2 separate regions of the Rattus norvegicus genome follow, and region 1 is linked to region 2. A link is a contact called in public Hi-C data. All regions are on one chromosome and are shown on one strand. Each heading gives the region's core, a stretch centred on a gene start, on an enhancer-like site or on the middle of the called end of the contact. The rest is flanking DNA. Distances are from core to core; before and after follow the strand shown. Region 1 holds the start of Ppm1j (protein phosphatase, Mg2+/Mn2+ dependent, 1J). Region 2 holds the start of Lrig2 (leucine-rich repeats and immunoglobulin-like domains 2).

Region 1 (6,017 bases), core at 2,474-4,973, 270 kb before region 2:
GGTGGGTGAACTCACTGCCCAGCAGTTCTGGTTTCAGAAAGCCCTGAGGTTGGGAAGGGCCAAACAGGAGAGAGTCCATTTCCTTCGTATCACACCCTGACACAATATATAGCTGTTAAATTATAACATATCCTTAAAGTTTACTGCAGGCCACACACTCCTCTAATATAACATGAATGAACCTGTTCATCCCTCACAAACCACTGAGAAAGGGACTTGTCAGAGGTATGATTCATCCCCAGGTAAGCCGGATAGAGAGACCACACTGGAGGAAGAACTAAAGTAACGCCCTTGCTTTGGGCCTTTGTTATTTTCACCCCCACTTCTTTTTTTTTTTTTTTTTAAAGATTTTATTCATTTATTATATGTAAGTACACTGTAGCTGTCTTCAGACACACCAGAGGAGGGCATCAGATCTCATTACAGATGGTTGTGAGCCACCATGTGGTTGCTGGGACTTGAACTCAGGACCTCTGGAAGAGCAGTCGGTGCTCTTAACCACTGAGCCATTTCTCCAGCCCCCACCCCCACTTCTAATGATACTTCCTTCCTGGGGCTACAAAGAGAGCCCAGGTTCCTTCCTGCTACATCAGCTCTCCAGCTCACCCAGCACCCCACTGTCCCCACAGCACCTTCCCAGGAAGCTCCCAGTGGGAAGCTCTGAGAGGAAAGACTGGGGATAGGGACTTTAGCCTCTCCTTACAAGCAGCTGAAGACGCTGACGCTCTGTCTCTGGTGTGAACTCCCGGGACATTGGAATGATTTCACCATTCCGGACAATGATGGCCCTGCCCAGAGACAGAAAAGATTTGGACCTGGCTTTCTCGGAGAAATTCATACAGAGTGGAGAATTCCATGCAGGGGGACTAGGCCCTCCCCATAATGAACCTGATGATTCCTTGCCTGGGTCCTCATCTCTCCGTCCCTTGTGGGTATGCCGAGCCTTTCTTTAGCCTTTCTTTCTTCACTCCAGTCTTTAATACTTAGCCCACCACCCCCTCACCCTGCATCTCTCATCCTGGGGACTGTCACCCCTGATACGACCACTCTCAAAGCCCTCTTCCCACTCACCTGCTGTCACCTGCATTAGCCACATACATCTTGCCTAGCAGGTATACCACAACCAGTGCACAGCAGCCCCCTTCCACTAGGTGGCCACGCCGCTCCCGAGCCATCTGCTCATCCTGCCAGGTGAGGAAGGGTCAAAGGACACAGAAAAACCTGCAAGTCATGGTCACCTGCCCCACTCCGCACCTCTTCAGACCAGAGTGGAAGAGAGCCACATTGGGTAACAGGACCAAGTTCTGCTCAGGTTCTCAAAGGCAGTGTGGATTCTGGGGTTCACCCACCCACCTCCACCTCGAAGATGTGCCCAGAGTGCCTACTTAGCACATTTTTGGCACAAGCCACCCACTCACCATGAGCTGGAAAGCGTTCTCAATGGCCCCTACTACCAGGCTGTCATGGGTCACTTCCTTCTGTGGGGACCAGGACTGAGGGCTAACCAACTGTGAAGGGCTAGAGACTCCTGGGGTTCCTGGAGTGGATGGGAGACAGAGCGGGGGTGGCAAGGGGTCCTGAAGTATTTCTACTAGATCCTTTAGCTGTTCCCGGATGTGGCGATGCAGGAGCCGGGAAGCCATTTCAGCTGCTCCACCACCTGCGTGCCCATCAAACAGGCCCCAGTAGTAGAAGCTGAATCCCTGGTGAAAAAAAAGTTGAAAGTCAATAGGGATGGAGGGTGGAGGGTGACAGGGCGGAACAAGCCTGTGGACAACCATATAAACATCACACGGGAGGTCTGAGTGCGATATTAAGGCAACTTAGATTTACTCATTTATTCATGCACAGCTCGCTGTGTCAAGAGAAAGAGGAGCCAAGCTCAAAATGTGAAGAATGCAAAGATCAGTACTGATCAGCTAAACCACCCATAAATACACGAGCATCCACATATAATGGAGTAGTAAACTTCCCTACCAGAACTAATGGAATTGAAGCCACTTAAGGCTTCTGTGGCAGAGGGAGAACCCCTACACTTCTCCAATTTAGGACAGATGCCTGAAACCCCTGGGGAGAAGTGTCACCACATCCCTGGAGGTCAGGAAAGGGAATGAAGTATTACCTGGTTATGGCTAGGCTCCCTGGAGACCCCTGTAATGCTCCTCCGGCTTTCCACATACACGACCTCACAGCAAGCCTGGTCCTCATTGTGCCTGCTCTTGCCAGCATTGATGACCCTGCCAGGCCAGAGTGTCCCACACCAGGTTAGACACCAGATTAGGTCCTGGAATAACCCCTACCTTAGACTCTCACACACACACATCCTCTCCTGCTTGCTGGCCAAGCTGAAAAAGGTCACAGCTGCCTGGGCTCCAAGCCAGAGGGAAGAGGAGAAGGCAGGGCCAGCAAGAAGTACTGTCTGGTGGCAGAATGTACAGCCTCATAGAAAGGCCGGCAACAGTAACTGCCTGCCTCCGTTCCTCCATCCTTGGCAAAGGAGGCTTTCTGGAAGGTGGTGCTGAGGGTGTGTGACCAGACAGGGACATTAAGTTTTACTCCCCTGCCACTCAAAATTCTACATTCCCACCTCCAATCTCAACCAGCTCAGACAGTGATTCATGGGCACGTTCACCTTCATGGGCACATTCACCCTCATCCTAAAACGACCTAGTGAAAGTTCCAGTCTTTCTTAGAGTGGGGAAGTGCTCCGGCCCAAATAAGGTCTGTAGACCCATCCGGACTGGGCAGGAACCTCTCAGCTACAAACCCCTCAGTGACCCCACCTCCCTAGTGGCTTAGCTTGGCTTTCCCCAAAGATGATTTTTAAATATACAGGTTCTGAGAGCACGCTGCCTCTTGGGCTGTGCCCTACCAGTACCAATCTGTCTACAGACCCACAACCAAAGGGAACCGTCGCGCTCTACGGGCGGACCCCTCCCCCGCCCGGGAAGCCAGGCCTTCTGGTGTCGCGGGCTATTTCTGGGTATGGAGGGGGAGGGGACCGGTAAGAAGGACAGGGAACTGGGGCGCTGGGGCCAGGAAGCGGGTGAGCGAGTCTTTCCACTCGCGATCTCCCTGGCAAACCTTCTCAAACTTCCCCTCCCTTAGCCTGTGAACAGCGGGCCGCGACTGGGAACCCGCCAACTCATCCTCGGCGGTGTTCCCTGCGCCCTCCCTGGGGAGAGAACTGTCTTGAGCCGGCGAGGGGGAGGATGGGTAAGGTCCTGAAGAGGGTTGTGGAGGTTGCACCCCGTCCGGGGTATGGCTGGGAGGGGTGCAGGTTCCTGGGATGGTTCCCGGAGCGTCGTGCGGCAGGGGACGCATCCCAGCAGCCGGGATGAGTCTCCTGGGAGAATGGAAGTCCTATCCTCGTCTGGGAGCCCCGGGGGCGCTCACTCGGCATAGCCTGTGCTCCAAGGCAGGCGGCGACCGGTGTCCGGAGGGCTTTGCACAGCCCGGCCTACGTGGTCGTCGGCGCGTCGCAGGCCCCCGGGGCTCAGCTGCAGAAAGGTGGGTCGAGAGAAGCTCACTGGAGTCTCCGCGGTCTTCTGGGGCGCGGGGATCTCGTTCCCAGACTTCGTCCCGGGGCTCTTAGGTGTCTCTAGGGCTCCCGGAGGCGGTGAGATAGCTTTGGGCAGATCTGGAGACTTGGAGCGCTGGGAAGAAGTGCCACTGGAGCTCACCAGGTGCGCCACGGCCGAGCGCACCCGGTTTAGCATGCTGCCTCCGTGCCCCGCCCTCGGCCGTGGGCCCGCCCCCGGAGAGGCCCCGCCCCTAGGGCGCCAGGTGGGCGGTGCTCGCTCTTGGTCCTTGACAAGCTTCCCCAGGCTCTAAGCCACCCGGGAACCGCCCCACCCACTCTTTGCCTCTTCTCCGCATCCCTGCTTTGTCCCGCCAGAGTGTCAGAGGGAAAGGGTCTTTTGTAGGAAGGAAGCGGAACAAAGGAAGCATTTAAGTCGTGCTGTAGGTTAGACATCCGCTGGATTTAATCCGCTAGAATTTGCCCATTATGACGAGGCAGCCTCCTCGCGCTTGGTTCGGGGAGGGCCAGCCAGCATGGGGAGTAATGGAACTGATGACTTCAGAGCAAAACTTCCTCTTGGGTGTGAAGGACTTGGTGTGACAACACTTCGGGTTAGGGCTACAGAATCGAGAGCAGAGAGAGCTGGTGGGAGTCGCTGTGCTAACTAGGCCCGCAGCCGACTACCAGGCACCTGAAGGCACTATTCTCTTTAAAGATCATCTTCTCATTCCAGAGAACTGTCATTTCCATCCCACTTTCTCTGAACCGTTCCCCCATATTTAGACTTCTGCTGGCCAAGTTAGTAAAGCTAACGACATAATAAATAAATACTGAAGGACTGGACTCTCTATAAGGCACGTTCTAGTCATTAGGTCACTACACCAATGACGACGCAAGGCGAGCTACACCCATTTTACAGATGAAGTAGGAGTAGACAGTCTCCTGTTTTGTTCTTTTTTTAGATTTATTATATATAAGTACACTGTAGCTGTCTTTAGACACACCAGAAGAGGGCATCTCATCACACATGGTTGTGAGCCACCATGTGGTTGCTGGGATTTAAACTCAGGACCTCTGGGAGAGCAGAGCCACTGAGCCATCTCTCCAGCCCGTCTCCTGTTCTTTTTTTTTTTTTTTTTTTTTTTTTTTTTCCGGAGCTGGGGACCGAACCCAGGGCCTTGCGCTTGCTAGGTAAGCGCTCTACCACTGAGTTAAATCCCCAACCCCGTCTCCTGTTCTTTTACTAGACTTGCCTAAGATTCACGCAGCCACTGGAGATTCATATCCATTTCAGAACCTGTTACAGATACTGGTTTCTCTGGATTAGGAAAAAGGCGCAGAAGAGAGTGGGACTCTTAAATTCCCACCCTCTGAGGTTGCAAGCAGAAAAGGGATGCTGAGCGAGTTCTCGCTACCGCCAGGGGGAGGCAAAGGCCAGGCGAAAAGCTTGTCTGGGTCGCAGGAAAGCCCACTATTTGGACCCAGCACAGATGGGCTGTTTTTCTCTCTTCTCTAGGGAAGGATTGCTGTCCCGAGTCAGAAAGATTTCTGTGCTTATACTTGGGCTCTCTCATCGATCTCCAACACACAGTTTAACAGAAGTCAAGACCCTTCTTTGAGGGAATCAGCGACTCCCTGTTCTTAACAGAGACTCTACATCAAGGCCCTCAGCTGGGTGATTCCTGGTTATATCCTGGGTTAATAACCTGTGCCTCCTTTCTTGGCCATTTCTAAATAAAAATTCCACAGTGGTCATTCAAAGTACACAGACTCACTGTAACTAAGTCGTCTGAGTATGGGGGAGGAGGTGAGGCGGGTGAAGTTCAGGACAGAAAAATGAAACCACCAGGGTGGACTGGTAAAAGTCAGACTCAAAGAGAGCAGTAGAGGCAGCCAGGGACAAAGAACATATATCCTGCCACTATGAGTGTTTTCTTCCTGTCTGAGAGAAATTGATGCCAACTGTCTGATAAATGACACAGTGTCAGTGGGAAGCCAAAGACCGGAGGAAAAAATAACCTTTCGTTTTATTATTCAGTGTTTCTGGGTCAGTTTACTTATCACCTTTCCGTGTCACCCAGCTTCCGGGCTCTTCACAGCATCCATGGTGTGACTGCAAAGATGGGCCACAAACCTAGGATCTAGTGACCCCTGGACTCCAGTACCAGTTAATGGACAGTGATCCCAGCTGCTCCCCTGGACTCTGGAACCACTCTGGCTCCTGTCCATAACCAAACTCCAGGGTTCTTATGCTTTGAACCCCTCTCCTATTCTTAGACCGTCAGACCTCTCCGGTCATTCCCACACCTGGTCAAAAGACCTCTCCCTAAGGCTGAGAGGGAAGAGCAAGAGGGAAGGAGGCCAGAAAAGCACATTTATGAGATGTGTCCCTGGCTGGAAGCTGAATGACACTCCTCCATTACAAAGAACAGGGAGGGGTTGGGGAGGGGAAAGGAGCAGGGCATTCTCAGAATAAACACAGTGGCATACATCT
Region 2 (6,550 bases), core at 2,379-4,878:
CTCTCCTGCAGCATGGGAATTGGACTCAACCTGGCTATGTATTAAAGGCTGACCTTGAATTTCTGCTTCCCCGCTGGGATTTTAGGTATGTGTTACTATGCTCACTTGTTTTGTTTTTATTTACTTATTATTATTATTTAAAAAAAACCCCAGGGTCTAATTATGTAGCTCTGGTTGGCCTGGAATTCAATATGAAAACACCAGAACCTACGTGGTGGAAAAAGAGAATCAATTCCTACAAGTTGTCCAAAGATTTTCACAAACAATAAATGTAATGAAAAACAAAAACAAGGGGCTGGAGCGATGGCTCAGCCATTAAGAGCACTGACTGCTCTTCCAGAGGTCCTGAGTTCAATTCCCAGCAACCACATGGTGGCTCATAACCATCTGTAATGGGGATCCGATGCCCTCTGTGTGTCTGAAGAGAGTGACAGTGTACTCACAAATATAAAATAAATACATCTTAAAAAGAAACAAAACAGCTGGACAGGGAAAAGTATATTGTGCTTTCAGACTGAAAGACTCATTTCTATAAAGATGTCAGGTTCTCTTGGGTTGATTTTTTTAGATTTAGTGCAATCCTAAGAAAATACCCAATCCGTATGGTACTGCAAGGTGAAAATAACATCCAAGATACATTTGGGGTGAAAAATGTAGAAGTACTCGCTGGGCCAGCTATCAAGATATATTTGAAGGCTACTATAATTTAAAAATATAGTACTTCCCTATGGAAAGTTCATTTGATTTTTGATACATAGCAGATGTTTAATAAGATTTCTGATTCATGACATAGCACTTCAGACTAGCAGTGAAAGCGCCATGCTTTCCCTGAATGAAGCTAAACTCACTGGATTATCACATGAGAGAAAAAAAAGAATTTGGATCCCCTTTCTCCCCCACCCCCCTCTTTCTTTCCAGTCAGGGTTTCTCTGTGTATCCCTGGTTGTCCTGGAACTCACTCCACAGACCAAGCTGGCCTAGAACTCAAGATCAGCTTGTCTTTGCCTCCCTAGTGCTGGGACCAAAGACATGGGATACCTGGATCTTATCTTAATCGCATGCAAAAGTCAATACAGGGGCCAGGGAGATTGTTCATGAGATAAAGGCATTGTTGTCCAAAGCTGATGACCTGCATTCAGTCCCTAGGACCCACAAAAAGAGGAAGGGAGAGACTTACTTGAAAAGTATGCTAGAATCATGGCATATACACACAGCACCACAGATCATACACACACACACACACACACACACACACACACACACACACACACACACACCACAGATCATATACACACATATACTAGTCAGTGGTTGGAGAGATGGCTTATCGGTTAAGAGCACTGGGTGCTCTTCCAGAGGATCCAGGTTCAATTCCCAGCACCCAGAGGGTTTACAAAGAACGGTTTGTGACTTTATTCCAGGAAATCCAACTCCCTCTTCTGGCTACTTTGGGCACTGCATGCACATGGTAAGTAGTCATATATGCAGACAAAACATCTACATACATAAAAATAAATACATTTTAGATTTTAAATCAATTCCAGACCAAAAATATATGCAAATATATAGAGGTTTTGGAAGAGAATTATCAGAGACTTTTTTTTTCACTTTGGAGTAGAAATGGATGCTTTAAGATGTAAAAAAGTTATTAATCATAAAAGAATGAGAAATTTAGCTATATTAAAGTAAATTTGCCAGGCATGGTGGTGTACCCCTATAACCCAAGCACTTAGGTTGCTGAGGCTGAATGCTCTTGAGTTCAAGGACACCTTGGACTGCAGAGTAAGACCCCTATGCTATAAAAATGTAACTGGAGTTGGGCCAGGTAGAGATATGGCTAGGCAGTTAGAGCACTGGCTGCACCCGCAGAAACCCAGGTTTGATCTCTAGCACCCACAACCTTCTGTGACTGTAGTATCAGTGAATCCCTTGCCTTCTTCTGGCCTCCTCAGGCACTGAATGCATGTGGTACACAGGTAATAAATACATGCTAGCAAAACACTCACACACATTGATTAAAAAAAATAATCAGGGGCTGGAGAGATGGTTTAGTTTTTGTTCTTCTTCCAGAAAGTCCTCAGAGATCGGAAGAGGGCATCGGAATCCTCAGAGTTCGTTTCCTACTGTCCAGTGTGTGTGCTGGGAACTGAAACCTGGTCCTCTGCAAGAGCATTATGTGCTTATTTAACAGTTGAGCCATCCCTTCCGTCCCCAAAGTGTAAATTTTTGATTTAATCCAACATCTCTATCATTTTTCTGACTTCACATTTTTCTTCAATGATAATAAATTGTAGTTGCTGTTTATTTTCATGTTTCTCCCATGTTTACTGGGAGAAAGGAGAAGAGGCAGAAGGAGACAGTTTTCTAAAAGTCCTATGCAGTAGACAAGCACATGAGGACAATCAGAAAAGTAATTTTAACCCAAAGGCATGGCCTGGATGGAAATGGCGTGTGCGTGCGCACTCGTGCGTGCATGTGTAAGTGCCACATGGAGATCAGAGGATAGGGACTTGCAGGAGTTAGTTGTCTCATTCCACTAGGTGGGGTCTGTGGATCCAACTCAGGTTGATAAACTTGGTGGCAAGGCTATTAATGCTGAAGCATCCTACCCACCCTGTTTTTCTTTTCTCCTACTCTTCTTTGATACAAAATTTAACTATGCAGATGAGGTTGAACTGGGACTTGGGTTTTCCTGCCTCAAACTCCCAAGGAGAGCTGGAATTGCAGACATGCTGGTTTGTACCTGGCCTGCAAAGTCTTTGAAAAGTACAAACACATTACAGGTCAGTGAACCATTACTGATATTTTCAGTCTTTCTCACTTTGTAGGTAACCCACGGCGGGGAGAGCACAAGGTAGCTAGTTTCCGTAGTTCCCAGTAAGTCTTTACTTTAGGATAATTTCCTTCCAGCCTTCACTTTGTTGATTGCGCAAAAACCACGAACAGAAACCAGAAAACCCACATCCCCAAACTAACCCTTTATCTATTTGTCCCACTTGTTTTTCTGACGATGAAACAATATTTTCCCAAACTGAGGAAAGAATTTTCCTTAGAGACAATTATTGAACTCCAGGCTACAGTAGAAGCTGGAAGTGTACTGATGACGAAACAGCGCCTCTGCTAGTGGGAACTTGAAGTCCTTTCACAGTGACAGCGTGCCATGCTCCGGGAGTACAAGCTGCCACAATTTTTCAGGGCAGGCGGTACGTGCCGCAGAGGCCGCCCTGGTTGGGATCCGGAGGTTGATGTGGTCGTTAGGCTTGGATCCCGCACTTATCTGCGGCTGCAGCTTGGAATGCAGTCCTTCTGCCATTCCCTTCTACCGAAGCCCAAGGAATAGGTCCTTTTCCACCACTACAGCAGATCAACCGCAGTGAGGATTTGGCGCTCGGGGTTTTGCTTGGCCGTTCTATTTGAAGGACCTAGTGCGCCCACAAGCGGAGGAACAGCTGCAGAACTGCAGAAGCAGCTCGGAAAGGGGGAAAGGGCCACTTTAATGCTCGCCTCTTAGGAGGCGGGGTCATCTTAGGCTTCGCCCCTCTCAGAACCCAATTTCCGACGCAACCTCATCCTGGGGCTCCGATTGGCTGGCTTCTGAGCGTGAGGACGTTGCGTCGCGGGGCGGAGCGGACGAGCGGTGTCTGTCAGTGTTTCAGCTCTACGCCCCCGACCGCCGCCCCCTCCCTTGTGGTCACGTCGTTTCCTCCTCTCGCCTGCTCTAAGGGACAGGTGACGGCCAGGGCTCTGGGTGGCGGTCCAGCCTCCGAGCATCTCTCCTCAGCCGACTCTCTGTGCTAGCTGCTGTCCTCGAGCGGGTCCCGGCCGGGGGAAGATGGCGGCCGCGCCCCGCGGCGTCTGGGAGCAGCGGCGCCTGGGCTGTAGGTTGGGACCCCTTGCACCGCTGCTCATGCTTGCGCAGGCGCTGCTGCTGCTGCCGGCTGCCGGAGCCGGCCTGTGCCCAGCGCCCTGCTCCTGCCGCCTTCCTTTGCTGGACTGCAGTCGCAGGAAGCTGCCGGCGCTCAGCTGGAGGGCACTGTCCGGCCCGCTGTCCCCTGACATCTCCAGCCTGTGAGTAGAGGGCCCGAGGGCGCGGTCGCCAGCGAATTCGGAAGGGAGCTGCTCTATTGAGATTGTGAACTTTGAATGTTAGGGTTTCCCAGTACTCGTGGGAAGATCGGGGTTAAGATCTGGAGACCTAGGGTATCTGTGACGTTCTGGGCTGGAGGTGTTTAATGTTGGACTCACGGGTCCTGAGCAGCACAGCTGAGACTCTGGATGGCTGTGGGTCGGGTCTAACCAAGTGCGAAGCCCTCTTTGGGCTGCATCATTTTTTTATTCCAGCTTGACTGGTCCTTGGGCACGTGATGCAAACACGATCTCTCCCAAAGATACAGGAGCTCTTTTTGTCCCCAGTTCTCCCATCGGCTTATTGTATGTTTCAGTTTTGATATTTGAGTTCCTGATAGAGTTGAAAACCTCAGCATGCATAAGGAAGATCATTGCTGATCCCTAATAATTTTGTAAGAACAGTATTCTTTAATAATCAGTTTAAAGAAGGCAAAGATTTTTTTCCTTCCAAATGAGGATGAAATTGTTTATACTATGTTGCTTTGAGTCAAAGAACCTTCATATCAGATCTCTTTGTTTATGTATGAGAGCCCAGTGCAGTGGTTGAGTGGATTCTGGAGTCTCTAGCACTGACTTTAAAGCCTGACAAACTCGTATTAGCTAGTGGCACTTGGAGAGCTCACTGGCTGGTCTGGTCTGAGTCAGTAGGTATTAAATACAACAGTAGGTATTAAATACTGCAATTATGAGACTTCTTAGCCACCAACATACAGTTATGTCTCTGCCACTAACTGGTCAACATGCTTATTAATTGACTTCTATAGTTACCTCTGAAAAAGAGTTATCACTAAAAATAGTTTTGTGATATAATTAAATACCAAGACTAGTTAGGGTCTCATTGGAAAATAGAATACAGATAGAACATCTGTATTGCAGAGGTTAAGTGTACATTTGCAGAACGTATTTATAGGTTAGCATAGATAGGAAAGAAGCTAACTTGTATATTCATTGAGAAATTAGCAACTGCTACAGTTAATATAGAATTGCAGTATAGTAATACAGCTTCTGTCATTTTATGGTGATTATATCTGTAGTTTATTCTAGTTTGACTCAGACTTTGGTATTATCATGTAGCATAGTCTGAATTAAATCTAGCACAGCATCTTCTCTACACAGTAGGTGCCTTTTTTGAAGAAATTGTTGAGACGGCTACTTGATTATGATAGACTGAATCTGACAGAGGTTTAAACACAGTATGACTTAATGTAACTAATTGAAATAAACATGGCCTGCATTTGAAGATCCTTCATTGAGACTTGCTGAGTGTGCTTGTTTAGTATGCATGAAGCTCTGGGTTTGAACATTAGTGCTGAAAAAGAATAATAAAATATCATTAGTAAGTATATAATAATTGAAGTAATGTTACCACAGATGCAAATTGCCAGAAGCTGACATTTAGCTGGTTTTATTTAATTTTTTTTATTTTTTATTTTTATTTTTTTATTTTTTCTATTTTTCGGAGCTGGGGACTGAACCCAGGGCCTTGCGTTTGCTAGGCAAGTGCTCTATCACTGAGCTAAATCCCCAACCCATTTTTATTTTTTTAAAAGATTTATTTATTATACATAAATACACTGTAGCTGTCTTCAGACACACCAGAAGGGGCATTGGATCTTATTACAGATGGTTGTGAGCCACCATGTGGTTGCTGGGATTTGAACTCAGGACCTCTGGAAGAGCAGTCAGTGCTCTTAACCACTGAGCCATCTCTCCAGCCCTAGCTGGTTTGGATTGGTTTGGTTTGGTTCATTTTATTTTATTTTATGTCTTTTCCCTTTTGGGTTTTGAGAGGAGGTAAATGTCAGGTAGCTCAGGATGACCTCCAACTGTCTATCCTCCTGCCTCAGCTTACTGACTGCTGCTGCCCACAATTCCCAGCTTGCATTCAGAAAATTAAAGTTAAAATGAAATTGACATTTTTAGTTGAAGTGAAATGCCTTGGAGAACAATTCTCTAATAGTCAATTATTTTGAACATAGCTTCACTAAAAATTTCAAACCACAGGTGGAATGCAGCCGTGTTCTTTGTCAGAGTGTAATGTGAATGGCCTCTAGTCTATAGAGTCCTTGCTCTCTGAAACCTAACGAACATAGTGTCTACTGCTTATACTTTATCAGCATCTTGGCATCATTGTATGGTCCTCTTACATTGCAGGGCTTTTCTAACCCATAGCTCAAAATTCTCCTACTTTCCTCTTGCAAACCAGTTTGAAGATCACAGAACAATATGATCAGCATATTGCAGCAGCTGCCTCACTTTAGTGTGGAATTTATATATTAGTTTTCTTTTTTTTTTTTTTTTCTAGATAGGGTTTCTTTATATAGTTCTGGCTATCCTGGAACTCATTCTGTAGACCAGACTGGCCTCTACTTAGAGTTCAGCCTGCCTCTGCCTGCTGAGTGCTGGGATCAAAGGCATGAGT

The links. Hi-C and Micro-C count contacts between places; a contact is called where the count stands out from the background.
Region 1: a contact with region 2 is called in a Hi-C map of Schwann cells, with 5 times the contacts expected there. The contact joins the promoter of Ppm1j here to the promoter of Lrig2 in region 2. A contact is called at or near these places in 2 of 12 Hi-C or Micro-C datasets (the Rat2 cell line and Schwann cells).

What each region holds. Positions count from the first base shown.
Region 1 is chr2:194,964,920-194,970,936 of GRCr8, reverse strand. Ppm1j (protein phosphatase, Mg2+/Mn2+ dependent, 1J) reads right to left here and starts at 3,723. Exons shown (of 10, transcript NM_001005540.1): 1 at 3,397-3,723; 2 at 2,123-2,237; 3 at 1,419-1,703; 4 at 1,072-1,184; 5 at 704-788; 6 at 1-43. The coding sequence starts at 3,719. Tafa3 (TAFA chemokine like family member 3) reads left to right here and starts at 2,169. Exons shown (of 7, transcript XM_063282743.1): 1 at 2,169-3,216.
Region 2 is chr2:194,698,018-194,704,567 of GRCr8, reverse strand. Lrig2 (leucine-rich repeats and immunoglobulin-like domains 2) reads left to right here and starts at 3,628. Exons shown (of 18, transcript NM_001107710.1): 1 at 3,628-4,068. The coding sequence starts at 3,833.